Linked DNA regions of Sus scrofa: region 1 is linked to region 2. A link is a contact called in public Hi-C data. All regions are on one chromosome and are shown on one strand. Each heading gives the region's core, a stretch centred on a gene start, on an enhancer-like site or on the middle of the called end of the contact. The rest is flanking DNA. Distances are from core to core; before and after follow the strand shown. Region 1 holds the start of KIF5B (kinesin-1 heavy chain). Region 2 holds the start of ARHGAP12 (rho GTPase-activating protein 12).

Region 1 (2,700 bases), core at 80-2,579, 120 kb after region 2:
AGTTAATACTCTTTCCTAGACTGTAACTCCATAAAAAGCAGTGAAAGTGAGACTATGGTTCTCTTCTGAACGTGAACTGGCTAGATCCGCTGGAAGATTAAACAAAATCGACCGCTCCAATTTCAAAAGAAAGCTATTTCTTTTTACAGCCCTCGATTCGCCATTTGTAACGGGAAACTCAAAAGGCGGGTTGGGTGAACTTTTAAGATACAAGTATAACTAACTGCAGTTGTTTGGTAGTTTTCCTCCTCCCGCCCGGGAAAAAGCACGGTTAAACGTTTCTCTAAGTATCATTACTATTTAAGGTACAGCTAGTCTGGTCTGCTAGCTCAATGTTCCTGGCCGAACTCTGATCTTCCAAATTTTATGAATGGTAAATCTGGAGGGAAGTCCGAAAACACCAAAGGCAAGCATCTGCATCAGTAACTGCACGCGCAGAAACGCCGGCACTAAATTTGCTCCCCGGACGGTTCCGCCAGCGCCCCAGGTGCGGGAGTGCCCCGGACCGTGAGTGGGCGCCTCCCATTCCCGGCGCGGCTGACCGGGGTGGGGAGACCCAGGAGCACCCGAGGAGGCGCCGCGTCCCTCCCTGGCCCATCGGGGCCGGCGGAACCCACCGGGAAGGCTGGGGGACCCGACTGCTCCCTCTCGGCTCTCACTCCCTACTTCCCAGGACTCCAGGCGCAGCCGGGCCCCAAGGAGGGGAACCGGGGTGGGGGCGGGGCACTCACCGCGATCATGACCGTGTCTTCTCCCTGAAACTTGGCGATGTACTTATCGCCGCGGTTCACCTCGGACTCGTTCAGAGGTCTGAAGCGACACATCACTTTGATGTTGCATTCGGCCGGGTCCGCCATCTTCCTAGCCGCCGGGGCCGGAGGCCGGGAGCCACTCCCCGCCGCTCACTCTTGGAGGAAGTAGGCCAAGCAAATGGGCTGGGGTCGCGACGGTCCAGGGTCCGCGATCCGCGGCGTCGCGCTTCCCCGGCGGGGGCGACCAGGGACCAGGGCTTCAGCGCCCGCGCCGGCACCGTAGCCCTCAGGCTCACTTCCGATCCATCATGGCAGCCATGGCGGCGGCGACGCCGGGCGGAACGGCGGCGGCTCCTCAGCTTCTCCCTCGCCGGCGGGGCAGGCCGCGGGGCCGGGGGACACCGGAGACCGGGAACGTGGCCCCCTCCTTCCTCCCCAGAGAGAGCAGGCAAGGCCCAACGTTGGCCCGCCCGGCTGTCCGCTCGCCGGCTTGCCGGCTGCCACTTGACCACTCCTGAGGCCGCAGACGGGCGACAGGCGGCGGGATGGGAGGCGCGGGCGGAGCACTGCGCACGCGCGGAGCACTGCGCACGCGCCGAAGTTCCAGTTCCTCGGCGACCAATGCGCGCCCGCACCGCCCCTCTGCGCCCGGGTCGCAGGTCCAAATTCCCGTCACCCGCGTGCCTGAGCACCTGCGGGCGCTGCTGAGGATTTCCCCGTGCCTTTGGATGCGCTTTCTTTTCTTTAGAGGACAAAGAATTCGTAATCTGCTTGCTGTCGTAGTTTAAGTGAAACACTGTACGTCTGCGAGAAAGTGTTTGCTTTGTTTTTGGTCTGGAGATAAACTGATTGCTAGCTCACCTTTTTTAAAGCGCTTTGCCGGAAAAAGGAAGACTTGAATGAACGGTGGGTCTTGGCTCTCAGGTTCAGGAGATTGCTCATTACTGAGAGAATGGCTTGGGGAGACAGGAATAAGAAAGAAAAAAGGAAGAGTTCTCTTGTGGGTCAGATGATTAAGGATCCCAACATTGTTGGTGCCCATGGTGCTGGGTTGATCCCTCACCTGGAAATTTTGGCATGCTGTGGGTACAGCCAGAAAGAAAGAAAAAGGAAATTCGTCTAAGGAATATAAGGTGCTGAAGAAATGTGGAACAGTAGAGCGAAGTGGAAGAAGGTCCTGGGAACTGGCGGTCCCAATCACCTCCTGTTAAATGTTATGAAACTCATCAATCTCAACACCAGAGGAATGCTGACCTGCAGTGTAAAGAAGGTCTTAAAAGGCCTGGATCAAACTGAGGATTACATGTTTAAGGAAAACCACTCCACAGTTGATTTTGTCTTTTGATTTTCGAAGGTGTACACCCTGGACCCTCTTCATGTGCAAGAACTGCTGTGTGAGGACTTTGAAAACAACCGGAAACCCTTCTGGTTCCCAATTTTTGTTTGTAAAATGGAGGAGTGTACTATGAAAGCCTCCAGTGTTCTCATCCCATCATCGTAATACCTCCAGAAATGAATCCATAGTTCCCAGATTCAGGTTTATTCACCGTAATAAGGGAGAGTTCACACCTAAGAAACCTTGGTTTGTCGCACCAAAGGAAAAGGTGAAGTTGCTACAGGGTTTTGAGGGAAGTGTAGAGTTTAGAAAAAATTTAAATGAAGTTGTGTTTTGTTTTGTTTTTGCCACACCTGCAGCACGTGGAAGTTCCTGGGCCAGGGATCAGTTCTGGGCCACAGGTGTGACTACACCACAGCTGTGGCAACCCTGGATCCTTAACCCACTGCAGCGGGCACTGGGTGGGGGATAGAATCCGCACCTCAGCAGTGACCCAAGCTGCTGCAGAGACCACACCAGATCATTAACCCACTGCACTACAGTGTGACTCCAAATGAAGCTGTGTTTTGGTAGGTCCCAACATAGCAAAGCTATTCCTGACACCAGGTCTGG
Region 2 (2,700 bases), core at 16-2,515:
TACTTTAACAACCTCTCACTGCAACATTCAGAGCCTTCCAAGGTCTCACCTTTAGAAGCGGGGGGCAGAATCTGAACCAGATTCCAGCGACTCCTCAATATTCCTTCCTCTACATCATCGCCCCCAAGGAATACGCGCATGAACGGTCAATAAATTCTACCTCCACAGGTCATGATTAACCATCAAGCAGGACGAGGGCTAACTGCCTCTGCCACAACACTTCGCTTGGAATGACGTGAGAACTTTTCATAGTGCTACGCTTTGAACATTTTGCTTTTGCCTTCGCAAGTGCATTTAAAACGACTGCTGCTGCAGCCGACAGGAAAACATCACACGCCTCTAAAACGCAAGGCCGTGCCTTTTGCTCTGCTGATGACCCTGTGGCCGTTTCTTCTCCAGGAGTCTGCGGTAACTTAAGATAAAACACGCCAAGGACAGTCATTCTTAGAAGATAATCAACGACCCCAGAGGAGAGGACAGGGAATTCTTTAAATTTAAGGACCCCGAGGAAATTCCTCGCAGAGAAGCAAATGCCCATTCAGCAGGGGCGGGGCACCTCTACAGACTGCAGAGCCCCGAGCGCCCAGTTTTGAGGTCAAAGCCCTCGAGGGGAGGCCCAGATCCGCTCCGGGGTGGGGTGGGGGGTGCACCCCCTCCAGCGGCTGGGAAGCGGGCACGCGCGGTGGCGGGAGACCAGGAAAGAGGGCGGCACCGCCAGCCTTTTACACACATACACACACACACACACACACACACACACGCCCCGATACCCTCCTTCCTGGGGGCGGGGCGGCGGGCACTGCCCTCTCACAGGAAGTCAGAAAACCGGGGGGCAAAGGAGCCACAACTTCGAGCCATTTAAACCCCGCAGCCCATATCTGCCGACCTGCCGGCGACGGTCCCCGCCCCGAGCCCCGACCCCTCGGGCCGCGCCTCCGGCTGCACTCGCGCCCCTCGGCGCCACCGCGCGCCAGCACACGCCTCCCCCGGCCCCGCAGCCCTCGGCGGGTACAAACCCCAGCCCCAGGCGCCTTTGTGCTGCGCCGCCCGAACTGCCTTCCGCTCGCAAGCCCCCTCACCTCACAGAGAGCGCAGCGGCCTCGCGGGAAGCGGCTCCCTCCCGTGCCGGCGGCAGCAGTGGGGCACCCAGGCGAGCCCGAAGGGCGCTCACTCGGCGGCGGCCGCGGCCGGCGCGTCCCCGCAGGCAGCTCTCCCCGGGAGGGTAAGTTCCAGGGCACGTCGGAGCGCGCCGGCGCGGGGGCGGGGCGGGGAAGCGGTCACGTGGGACGGGGGCGGGGCGCGCCACGTGATGGGGCGGGGCGAGGCGCACGTGACGGCCCGCCGGGCGAGGGGTGACTCGGCCTTGGAGGATCCGGGAGGAGGAGGGGAGGCAGAGGGCGGGGCCGAGGCGCGCGGAGTGGCGCGCTCCTAGAGGGCGGAGGGGGTGTGGATGCTTTGCAAACTCCAGGTGGGAAAAGCTGAGAAAACGCTCCTGGGGAAAAGGAGGGAAGGGTGGACTGGAAAACTTCCGAGACTGGAGTGGTTGGAGTGGGGCTGGGGAGGAGGGGGCCGTGGGCCCGCCCCCACCTCTTTCTCCTGCCGCCTGCCTGCTGGGAACGCTGCCCGGCGTCGGTCAGCGGTTCCTGAACCCGGAAATCCCGCGGGCAGGCTCAGGAAGAGTCCACAGGATACTTCGGTCGGTGAAGTGCAGCTCTGGAGACCCTGGTCCATGACGGGGCTCCTGCTGGGACCGGCAGCGCACACTCCGCTGCAGTCCCGAGGCAGCTGACCGCCGACTCCTCTCCCCGCTGTCCACTGGCCTGTTGTGTGCGCTGCGGTGTTGTTGCCCAAAGTTAGCCCAGTATGCTGCGTTTGCAGGAGATCCGCTGCACTGGGAATGTAGGGGGAGACCTCCTCCTTCCATTGTCGCTTCATCTTTCTCAACCTTAGCTGCCCAAAAAGCCTGTGGACAAGTCCAAAGTCTCCTTCTAAGCTCTAAAATTCAATGACTGAGAAAAATAACTGCTATGTATTAGGACTGCAGACACCATTCATTTAGTAACCAACTGTTGATTGTGTCTGTTATGGCGCCTGGATAAAATGTTAATAGTACTAGGAAAAAAGGCCAAGGTATTATTCAATTGGCTCTTCTCTGTTCTTCACCTCATGCTTGAAGATGCCATTGGCTTCCTTAATCACAAGCTGAACTCCCAGTTTTTCTTTAATGACTGCAAAGAACCCACTGGGATATTGTCAAGACTTTAACAACTCTAGTTTACTACCTTGTTAGAAAATTAAATCTAATGTTCAGGGCGGGGGGCTTAAAGTTGTAAGATACTCTCCTCTCTCAAAGAAAAGGTACTTAAGCCTGAGACCATACTGTCTCTATCAGTACACTCAAGACCCCCTTTCCTTGGCATGGGTAGTCTTTTCTGTCTCCCTCAGTTTCTAACGAGTTCTTTGCCATGCCTTTGTTCAGTAGAGTATTACTACCATGTGCTTCTGAAACTATTTTCCATAGAATCCCTTGTGATCTCTTTCTAGAACCAAAACAGGGACAGACAGCGGAAAAGCAACTGTGCCCGGATGGGAATGTCCTGATAACTTTATCTTCCCTACTCCCCAAGCCTGAGTTAGACTCTTGGTTTCAGCAAGAGATAGAATTAAACAGTTTGCATATACTTGCGGATCTGCTTATAA

Evidence for each region. A called contact is a pair of places that touch in the nucleus more often than the background predicts.
Region 1: a Hi-C map of liver shows a contact between it and region 2, with 5 times the contacts expected there. The contact joins the promoter of KIF5B here to the promoter of ARHGAP12 in region 2. A contact is called at or near these places in 5 of 47 Hi-C or Micro-C datasets (alveolar macrophages, embryonic fibroblasts, heart right ventricle and 1 more) and 1 of 2 datasets of contacts at active chromatin or transcription factors (alveolar macrophages).

What each region holds. Positions count from the first base shown.
Region 1 is chr10:42,692,222-42,694,921 of Sscrofa11.1, forward strand. It overlaps KIF5B (kinesin-1 heavy chain), which reads right to left and starts at 1,330. Exons shown (of 26, transcript XM_021064805.1): 1 at 732-1,330. The coding sequence starts at 857.
Region 2 is chr10:42,576,086-42,578,785 of Sscrofa11.1, forward strand. ARHGAP12 (rho GTPase-activating protein 12) reads right to left here and starts at 1,266. Exons shown (of 18, transcript XM_021064803.1): 1 at 1,080-1,266.